Linked DNA regions of Zea mays: region 2 is linked to region 1. The links are chromatin contacts, called in public Hi-C maps. All regions are on one chromosome and are shown on one strand. Each heading gives the region's core, a stretch centred on a gene start, on an enhancer-like site or on the middle of the called end of the contact. The rest is flanking DNA. Distances are from core to core; before and after follow the strand shown.

Evidence for each region. A called contact is a pair of places that touch in the nucleus more often than the background predicts.
Region 2: a contact with region 1 is called in a Hi-C map of tassel, with 3 times the contacts expected there. The contact joins the promoter of LOC100281255 here to the promoter of LOC100381413 in region 1. A contact is called at or near these places in 9 of 25 Hi-C or Micro-C datasets (bundle sheath, ear, endosperm and 3 more).

The regions. Positions count from the first base shown.
Region 1 is chr1:29,232,225-29,237,919 of Zm-B73-REFERENCE-NAM-5.0, reverse strand. LOC100381413 reads right to left here and starts at 1,439. Exons shown (of 11, transcript NM_001174254.2): 1 at 1,334-1,439; 2 at 417-643. It overlaps LOC100501928, which reads right to left. Exons shown (of 1, transcript NM_001196566.2): 1 at 4,963-5,695. The coding sequence ends at 5,197.
Region 2 is chr1:29,508,343-29,514,000 of Zm-B73-REFERENCE-NAM-5.0, reverse strand. LOC100281255 (branched-chain-amino-acid aminotransferase) reads left to right here and starts at 3,564. Exons shown (of 8, transcript NM_001154174.2): 1 at 3,564-3,961; 2 at 4,230-4,318; 3 at 4,461-4,644; 4 at 4,835-5,014; 5 at 5,109-5,240; 6 at 5,321-5,419; 7 at 5,505-5,658. The coding sequence starts at 3,851.

The DNA.
Region 1 (5,695 bases), core at 190-2,689:
AGATTGCCCAAAGTGAAAAGGCTAAGTAAGCCTGGCGCAACGCAATAGACAAACGCCAAGGGCAAAAGCGGAAACCGAGTCCTGGAATAGAATTGCTGGTACTGGTACTACTACTAACAACCATGCACCAGCTGGATCACATCCAGAGGTCAGAATAAAGAGTGTTCTGAGTGAAGATCGATTGCAGTGGCTGCTGGAAACTGAAGACCCTAGCGACCAACCCAAGGATCAGATGCTAATGCTATCCAGTGCATGTATGGGCCAGCCCAGAATAAGGTTAATTATTAGACAACGAACCGGACCCATCTAAGTCTAAACCCTCTAAAACATTGCCTCTACTGAAGTTCTGTCCTCCAGATTTCCTTACCAACCCAACTCATGAGCCTAAAGTTTGAGAAAGTAAGCAATTTACTTACTGTATTTAGTTGCTGAAGGACTATAAAGATCTCTTCAAGGATTTACTTGAAATGGATTCCACAATTCAGCATAATTGCACAGATACTGAATGCAAGTTCAAGTGGATATAGTGATTGGTCACCAATAAGAACTCTAATATCTCTCTTTTTTCTTCTTCTCATATTTGCGAGTGCAAACGTACAATGCCTAAACAAAGTTAGGTAATTGCTGACTTGCACACACACCCCTACAAAACGAAAATGTGAGAATTCAGAGACCGTAGAATCAGATCCACAGAACAAGAAAGAGGACAACAGCTAAGAAAGTGTGGCATTCAAATCACCAGGGGAATAACCGAAGCAGCTTAGGGACTAAGATCCAGCCATCCGAAAACCAAAAGGCTAGCTGGTTGTATTCCTTTTCCTGGGGCCAAGCCTCCAGGATAGGGGATTGCTCAAAACTTAACAGAGCGTACTGTCCCCACCCCAAACCATCGAAATTTGATCCTGGGGAACCACAAGTGATGGATTGGCAAATATTATCGTCATAACTCACTACTTCATATCCTGTTCTATAGCATGACGATGTAAGAATCACCAGGATCCCGGAGAAGCAAATTTCGGCCAAGAAAGGCTCAAGCGATGCTGGTGCTTGTCCCTTTTCTCTGAAGCAAAGACTAAGCAGGATATGGAGAAGCAAAAAAAAAACACTCCGATGCAGTGCATAAATCATTTGGTACAAGGCCAATATCGCTTAATGAGTTAGCATAATTCCTGAAAATGAATGGGTGGGGCAGAGACAAATGATTGGGCTGTTCAAAGAGACAGAGTACTCATGAAGAGATGAACGCAATTTGCTATCTTCAAAGAGAACATCATACTGCAGCGCCAGTAGCAAATAAAGAAAGGAAAAAAAGATGAAATAAGGTACGACGCACCTGTACTTGTCCCGAATACAGACCTATTCCCAAAGAGCATGCCACAGTACATATAAAGTACCAATAATAGAGCATATGATTTCTTGTTACCAGCGGTGAGAGCTGCTGCTCCCCTGTTCGTCTTCGATCTGATATTCCACTGTTGCTCAGCAGCCCTTTGCTAGAGTAAATAGTTTTCACCATGAATGTCGTGCGCACATGTGGCCACGACTGAAAACAGTTCTCCACCAGGCTTTCACCGCCTAATATTATTTTTTTCTACACCCAGTAAACTTAGCCGCAACAGCAAGCACACAAATACTTCTCTTGTGGAAGCCTGATTGGGTACTTGCATGTTGGCATCACCACGAGATAGTCCTTCCACACTGCCAACTGCCGTGAAATTAGGTCTTTCCTAACAAACACCACATGTTCTATTATTGCACGTTGTACATTGCCATACTTTACTGCCGCTCAGTGGGCTTTTCCTAGTGTCTATGTAGGACAGTAGGAGTAGGAAGCGGTTCATCAATGTCCTGTTTCACAGGAATATGGGTGCCATCGCAGCCAGAATTATTACCGAGCAATAGCGGAGATGGGGGAGCTGCTGGTAGGGGGCTGGACGCCGAATAATACAGTCAAAGCGAAGACTAGCATGCAGCAGGGGTATCACATCCTGCAGTGCTTCCTGCCTGACAGAGGTAGCCAATAGAGGCGTATCGTCACCGAATTGGATTCTGGTTGGGGCTTGTTTGCGCTTGTGTAGGTGCAGCACCGCGCAGCTTCCATCGTTGTACATTCGTACCTGTTCCAAAATTAATGCACAATGAATACTAGAATACTCCAATGTCCAACTGAAGGGAACAGAGATTCTGTCTCGCTGCAGTAGTCTTCCTACGTTCCAAGGTTGATATATGCTGGATAAATAAAAACACATCAGGAATGTGTTTGTATTTTATGTGAATAATATGTCCACAAGTTACACAAGACGATACAAGTGCAGAATCGCATAGTACATATCCTGATCCATTAAACGTCGAACCAACGATCACCTGTCGTTTAGCCAAACGACCGATTAGGTTAACTGTGCAAATAATAGAAGGTACAATAGATTAAAACACCTCGTACAAAAAGTAGATGAAAACAATAAATTGTCCATGCAGAAAACGATCTAACACCAACATAATACACACTGGCAATTTTATAGCCCCCACACCTAGTGCCATTTTGTGTGCAAGCAACTGCTACTACATAAAAGCATATACACCAACCACAAATGAGAATCAAAATTCAGATCAACAATCATAGCAATGAGATCTCATGGCAGTAAAACACTTACCCAATCCAGATTTATAAAGTCTTTCCTCCCATGCCACCCCCCACAGTCTTTTCAGCGCACCAAACCACAAGCAAAGAGTCCGTCTCAGAAAGCTGAAGCCTTTTCTCGGGCTCCGAGACAGGTCTGATTTTAGTACTGGTAACAGTGGCTCAGTGCCAGTTAAGTGATCAGAAAGGCAGAAAGCTAAACCTCGTGACAGTCATTTCACGGTTTAATAACATAATAGAAAAGGGTAAATGAGGCCAATAGTCAATAGGACATGTGTAAACAATGCAGAGTGCATGCACGCGTACACCAAAAAGAAGTGTCCTTTCTTCATGTGGTCAATGTAAAGTTCACCTTAAAAGAATTTTGCAATCTTTGGTCCCCCAATGGTGGAGGATGATCTATGTATGGTTCATTACATCTATCATAGGCCACAAAGCAGCATGGTACAAAAGCATCAAGCAGAAATGCTTCACAAGTCCAGCAAGCTATGATCGCCCCACACTATCCCCAGTCTGATACGACTGAATTGCATAATGAAATGGTCAAGCCACAACTCAAGCACCTGAAAGTTCAGACTATATTTACATTATCTAGGAACACGGATAACACAAGAATAAACACATCAAAGTGAAGATTCTGAATAATAACCACCCCAATCAAGACAGTATCTTCACATTTTGCCTTGACCAATCAAACAATAAATAAATGTATTATCAACTTTCTGAATCATCCAAGTGAGAAGTATGAGGAGAACAAGGACATCGATATTATAGTATCATAGAATAGAAGACAATAAGATGCCAGTCAGATGCAACAACAGCTCATGTCCATATGTCAAAAACATGTATCTGCAACCTCGAAAATGGACAAATAAGTAAACAGTGATATGAAACCATACTCAGAACCATGACAACGCAACTGGAGGTAATACAGAAGCTCATAATTTCTATAGAGAAAAGAGATAATAACCATCCAGTGCTTGCAAGAATAATATTCTACGACAACAGAAAGAATGTTACCCCAGTGAGTTGTGTATCAATGTATCATACAAACTGTAACAGAACAAAAAAAATTACAACTCATTAGACCTGTATTTAGTTTTTGGTTGGGGATTTGCAAAAACACACGCATGCACCGATGCACGCACGTGGAGACTCACTGGCGGTCCTCATCATGTCACATAAACTTGTACTGCAGATGATGTGCATGTGTGTGTGCGTGTGTGTTTTGGGGGATTGGGGGGTTGTAGTTCCAGAAAGCTAGGTAATAGGTATAGTATTAAATTCTGGCTTTTAGGAGTATGTTTAACCCAGCCATCCCTATATAAAGAGACAATATTCAGGAATAAAAGGAACAAAAGAAGTTATGGCCTATGCATGTTCCCTCAACTCACCGCCACTATGGTTAGATCGAGGCTTGTACCTTCTCCCATTGAGCAATTCACATTCACCACACAACAGCACGACAAATAAACAATCATCGTTTTTAATCATAGATTCATACAACATACCCAGGTACAGAATTGTTATAGGCTTATAGCCTCAACTAGTTACATCAACATAGTCCTAGTATGTTACATACATCCCAAAATGATCCACATGTCATTTATTCAAAGCTGCACTTCTTATCATCACACTGATTCTTCCAGTAATGGATTTTTTTAAAAAAAAAACATGCATACGCCATCTAGTGGTAGATATTAAAACAAAAACTGTATCAGATTGTTTGATGTTTTAGCTCTAATTTGTATACAAGATTACTACGCAGTTCTCGGCATCAGTGATATTTCGCTGTTTTAAATAAAACAAAACAGCACCTTAATAATACTCCCTCTGTCCCAAATTAAAATTTGCTTTAGCCTTTTAATAGATTCATACAATAATTTATGCATGTGTTTTGTATATATGTCTAGATTCATCATCATCTATTTGAATATAGACATAAAAATCAAAAGCTAAAACGAATACTAATTTGGGACGGAGGGAGTAGTATGCTTCCATTATTTCATACAGCTCTAGACCAAGACTGATGACAGAATAATAGTATAATAGAAGAACCTGATTATTCTATTTATCACTGAGCTACTGAAAGTAGCATGTATGTCAAAGGAAAATACCTAATAAGAAAAATGTAAATCATATTGACATCATGATATGGGGAAAACATGAAGATGTGGAGATAAAGCTATCAATGTTATAGATTGAATATTTAATGCAAATAAATTTAAGCAGCACCCTGAAGTTTAAAGCTATTACACACGAATACATCTATCTACACATTCAACCAAATTACAATGACCGTGTCTAGATAATTCGTTTGAGAATAGAACAAGGGTACTTTATTACTAGGACACTGGATTACATTTGGTACCAAAAAAAGATAGTAAAGATACGATCTAAGATACTAAGGGGATATATTAGGATAAGATCATAAGAGTGCTGTGCACAAGCATAAGTGTGCGACTTGACGATATGAACAAGGCGGTCTAACCGTATATGCACCATTGAAGTCCTTATAAAACACTCTTAACATACAAGTAAAACTCATTGACATGGCTTCAAAGGAAGTTATGACGGTGACCATCAAGAATGCAGTTCGGTGAGATATTCCTTCGTTGATTTCCAAAGTGGCGCCCAACAGAACCATGATTCCCAATAAAAGGAAGTCTGTCCGAGTCCCCACCAATCAATGGCAGCCTAAGTGGGCGGCTATAAGGACTGTTTCCCCAGCCATAGTTCCAAAAGGTTGGATTGGGCCTCTTCTGCCGTCTCTTATTGGCCTGCCAAGCTTCTACAAATATGGCCTTTGCATTCTTGCCTGCCAGCCTAGAGCCCTCGCCATAATTTTCAAACTTGGATACAAGCTTCTTCCAGATACTATCATCTGATGCAAGATTCATCATTTCCTTGCATGTGCACTCAACCTTTGCAAGATCAACCCCAGGTAAAAACCCCAATACCTTAGTCTTGAGATCAGCAGGCAAAGCCATCAAGCAAGGCGGCAAGCGCAGACCGTTCAGTTGGCACAATGATATCATCAGTGGCAGGCAAATCTCA
Region 2 (5,658 bases), core at 2,315-4,814, 270 kb before region 1:
GATGCACCTTCTAGCTATTAACAAAAAAAAATGTCCCACGTTCTTGTTTGTATATATCATCTATGAAAAGAGGAGAATAACGTCCAATCCAGGTGATCTTATGTTTAAGATAATGTATACCACGTGCCAAAGAAACTCTGCATAAATGCAGCCAAAAAAACATGTGTTGAATTGTTTTATTCTGGCAACAGAAATAACAAAAAATATTCCCATGTCATTTTTTTTTGTCTTGCTAGGTTGTCTTTAGTCGAAGTAAACCCCTGTACGTTTAGGAACAATAGAAAAATATTTATGATTAAAGCCAACTTCACATAGCAAAAGTCCATAGTTTTTTAATGTCTCGGAGGGGGAATCCCCAACTAAGTTATATTTATCTACTACTTTAAAGCATCAGTTTCGTACGTCGTGAGTCACATACAAAATGGATATGTTTGTTCCTTTTCACTGCTTCTCACCTACCAATAAGTCGTTCACCACAGATGATCCACCGTGAGAAACCAACCAAGCCCAATATGACAGAAAGCTACACGTAGCGTAGCGGTGCGCTCTCACATAGTACAATCTTGCTAGCTAAAGGACAACGAGCGATCAAGAAAGTTATAAAAAGTATGCCAGACTCCTTTTCGACTCATCATTTTCTCGATCTTTTGGCTAAGATTTTTTTGGTACGAGGAAGATCCCTATTTCTATTGTGATCATAACAGAAATACAGAGTTCAGGATATAGCAACCATAATAGCAAGCTAACAGAACAGAACTAGGAAGTGGCACATGGTGGTAGGATCTACCTACAAAAGTTCATGCAGACAGAGTTTTCCTTCTAGGACGATCTGATTCAGGTCTCACCAGAAGTGCCAAAACACCATACACCACAAGAGCAAGCCCACGCAGGGGCCACACAGATCGGCTAGCAGCGACAACGATCATAAATGGTCTAAGCCAGAAACCATCAGCAAAAAGGGCACATATGAATTAATCAACGAAGATGGGTGCAATGGCGGATCTTCGGAAATGAATGTTGACACCATACAGGCATGAATGTTGTCTTTTAGCTAAGATAAATTGTAATATTTGTTCTTATTAGTTTAATATCTGATATGTATAATATATGTTCACTTTCATATTAATTTATTTATGGATATCAAATATGCAATGTGTTGTCACAACACATGAGTATTATACTAGTATTACTTAATGTTTTGAGGCTTGTATTAGACGGAAATTACATTAGAGAAGATGGGGATACAACAAATTCAGATTACATCTTTGGCATTGGTCGTGAACGCCGTCGCCGTGAATGAAGGAGTTCAGTAAGGGGGGTCATTATACCATAGTGCAATTTTAGCGACCTTAATTGAGTATTAACTGTTGATTGATAAATGTTAAAAATCAATGATTGATTACTAAATATGTTTAGCTATGGTTTATGTTGGTCTTAAATGTCTATAAATTTAACAACTTATGTCACTATAGAGGCTCATTGAAGACATAGCTATATAAAAATATTAAACAATGGATACCATTCAAAAGTCTATTAATTTATCGATACCCTTGTTCCACCAAACCATATGAACCCGCCACCTCCAATGAAAAAAAAAACTAGCCTCATCTCTCCTCCATCTTGCACCAGCTAGCCTAGGCGCCACTGTAGCCCCAGCCCCGTCACCGTCAGCCAGCCGCCCTAGCTCCCGGCGGCCATCCGCCTCAGCCTCAGCCCCAGCCCCAGCCCCACCCTAAAACGATATTCCACTTTTGTTTTTTTTTATTTTCTATTAACGCCGTTCTAAATCAAACATTAAGAACAAAAATACTATGAGTGTTGACAAAGTGGCGAGACATAAATTTTACTGTGAATAAACAATTAGATTCACAAGCCAAAACGTATCCCTCTCATCATATTAATTAATGTTGGTAAACCTTCCTAAAACGCGATTCCATTTTTGTTTTTAATTTCCTATCAACGCCCTTCTAAATCAAACACTAAGGAAAAATTACTAAGAGTAGTATGCTTTTCCACTTTTGTATTAGGCGCAGCTGTGTAGTATGCTTTTGGCGAATAATATTAAAAAAGATTTGGATTTTCAGCTTTAGCGGATGTCTTCCATGTCCATTGCTTGTTCAATGCCATGGTCTAAAAATAAGATTGTATCATTCACATATTAGAATCAAGAGATCATCGTAGTCCAATTATATATATTGTCAATTGTTTTAAGTATATTTTAGGTGCTTCGACAATGAATTACCAGAGAGGAGGGAAGAAGAGACCTGAAAGCTTGATCGGTACGTTTGTGAAGGAAAAGACAATGAATGCCCCTCATAGGATTTTGTAGTCTATGTGTATAGAACTCTGAGCATGTTTGTAATACAAATTTATACTCCAATTTATCACTATAAATAGAGCTACAGTGTCATACGTACGGACACTTTAGGCCCCGTTCGGTTTATAGGAATTGGAGCTCAGGATTGATTACTGGCCGGATTACTTCTCTAATTTATATAGATTTCGATGAGTTGGAATGAATCCAGGTTTATTCCGGTAGAAGCGAACGGGCCCTTAGAGTGATCCGGATTGCTCTGCCTTCAAGCCGTGACTTCCTTACCTAAGCGGATGGATGGTAGGGAGTATCTGACGCATATCCACGTCGATACATATCATCGACTCAGAAGATGGTTCGTTCTATGGATCACCGACGGCATGGTCAGCTGGTACGGTCCCGCCCATTCAATAATGGTCACGCCTATCTAGGCGTCCGCACTCTGCAGATCAGGACTTTTTGGGCACTCGTCGTCCCTTTTGCACCTACACCTGCCTAAAATAGTAAAATTGATATATGTATAATATACCAACATACCCCCACCACCACCAGATATGGCAGCAAGTCATGGGCTCTCCAAGGACCATGCATGCATGCAGATAACTACTACTCATCACTAGATAAGACAGCGTGAAGAAAAACACAAGAGCTGAAAGAGGAGTACTGGTTGGTGAGGCAACCAAGGTAGCTAGCTCATGTGAAGCAGAGCGCCAGGAGAAAAGGAGACGGAGTACAAGCAAATTTGGACACCTGCACGCTCGGCTGCGACGACGTCTAGTGGAAGCGAAAGCAGCTAGCAGCTGACATGAGCTCCATCGATCTCAACCCTGCCCTGATCAGTGATCAATGAACACTTCCCCGTTGCATGAGCCGTTGCCATCGACGACGGCTACACGTGGCGGAACCGTACGACGCCTTCCTAGTTTCCCGGCCGGCGAGCTCCGACCCTCACGCGTGCAGAGACGCAAGCGAGCCGGCCAGCGCTAGGTCAGTTGGCTCTGTCTCAAGGCAAGCTGTATACCCGAGACGATCTTTTATCATGCATGACCCCCCCCCCCCCCCCCCCCCCCTGACGCAATCGGACGCTGCAATTTGCACGCTCCGTGCCAATAGCTGCAAACCCAAGTTCTATCGCTTTCTGCAGGACTAGCTGTAGCAGCAGTGGACGAATACACAGCGCCGGAAACGAGCGTTCGCCGCCAGGCTATCCGCCGCTTGCATAAGTACAGCCCACTCCGACTCCGTATGGGACACATGGGCGGGTGCGTGGTGCACTGGTGCTTCCATCGAACTGTGCTCGTTTGATTAATTTGCCCTCCTCTTCCTTCCCTCCAGCTAACCCATCAGCCATTGGTAGGTAGCCCGTGAACGAAGGTTGCAACCATAACTCTTCTCTTCCCACGAGAGAGAGAGAGAGAGAGAGAGAGAGAGAGAGAGAGAGAGAGAGAGAGCTTGACCGAAATCCACATACCGTGTATAGCTAGTGGTAGCAGTGCAGCCGGCCGGGGTCTAAAGAAGGGGGACCGTACGTACTGCATGGCCGCGTTGACATCTGCGAAGGGCGCTCTCCTTCCGTCGTGGGCTCGCAGCAGCAGCAGCGGCCATGGCGGCGACTTGTGGAGGGTCCTGGGGAAGGCGTTGGCTACGGTGCGTGCGCGATTCTCGCCGTGTGTAGTGTGTGCCTGTGCGCACCGTTCACATCACATCCCAATCCCATGCGTTAACCTCTCGCCGTGTGGAAGCTGGACTGTGCGGCCCGCTTTTACTCGTTTCCGTAACCGATCGTTTCTTCTTAATTCGGCCGTGGCCGCCGCCGCGTCCAGGACGATCGATGCCTCTCCCCGCCGCGATGAGATCATCCATGCTCAGAGGTCGGTGTAACCTCTTCCTCCCTTTCGCTGCTCGCTGTTCGCAGGCCGGAGGAGGAGGCGGCGGCGGATGCTCCCTTCTGCTCCCGCGCCGGTGGCAGTCGTCGCTGCCGCAGCTGGACCACGTCGCCGACAGGTGAGCCTCAGTGACAGACAGTACGCCCGGCCGCAGATCCCGATCGGGCATTCTCCGACCGACTCCCCCATTGTTTCGCCATCTTTTAAGTCTGCCGGCCGCAACGTGCATCATGCAGCATGCGTGTGAACGTACTACGCAGGTCCAACGAGGAGAGCGGCGGCGAGATCGACTGGGACAACCTCGGCTTCGGCCTCACCCCGACCGACTACATGTACGTCACGCGGTGCTCGCCGGAGGACCGCGGCGACTTCCCCCGCGGCGAGCTCTGCCGCTACGGCAACATCGAGCTCAGCCCCTCCTCCGGCGTTCTAAACTACGCCCAGGTTCGTTCTCGTCCTCGTTCCGTTCCGTCTTCTCTCTAGTAATTAAACTACTGTATATCGACGACGGTGACGAAACGAAACACCCTGGACGACGCCGACGTTAATTGAATATTATCTTAGTAGTAGTTAACAAATTATTGGCACGCATGCCTGGCTGCTACTGCGACCAACCGCCGCCCGCTCCCTGCAGGGCCTGTTCGAGGGAATGAAGGCGTACCGGCGGCCGGACCGGGCCGGGTACACGCTGTTCCGGCCGGAGGAGAACGCGCGGCGGATGCAGCGCGGCGCCGAGCGCATGTGCATGCCGGCGCCGTCGGTGGAGCAGTTCGTCCACGCCGTCAGGCAGACAGTCCTCGCCAACAGGCGCTGGGTACGTGCGTACGTTCCGCTGTTTGCCCGCCCCGCCCCAGCCACGCGCCGGCGCCGACCAGCGATCACTTGCGTGCCATGCGTTCCGTTTGCAGGTGCCGCCGCAGGGGAAGGGAGCCCTGTACCTCCGGCCTCTGCTCGTGGGGAGCGGCCCGATCCTTGGGCTGGCTCCGGCCCCCGAGTACACCTTCCTCATCTACGCCGCACCCGTTGGGAACTACTTCAAGGTCAGTTAGTTTCCACTGCCACACCGGTTCCGTTCCTGCTGAACAGAGAACGAGACGCGACCTTGATTTTTTTTTTTCAGGAGGGCCTGGCGCCCATCAACCTGGTGGTGCATGACGAGTTCCACCGCGCGATGCCCGGCGGCACCGGCGGGGTCAAGACCATCGCCAACTACGCGCCGGTACGTCCCGTCCGTCCGTCCGGGACAAATCTATACTATCGCCCGACGACGCGCTCTGACGGGGCTGCATTGTGATGTGCTGCAGGTGCTGAGGGCGCAGATGGACGCCAAGAGCAAGGGGTTCACGGACGTGCTGTACCTGGACTCGGTCCACAAGCGGTACCTGGAGGAGGTGTCGTCGTGCAACGTGTTCGTCGTCAAGGGCGGCGTGGTCGCCACGCCGGACACCCGGGGCACCA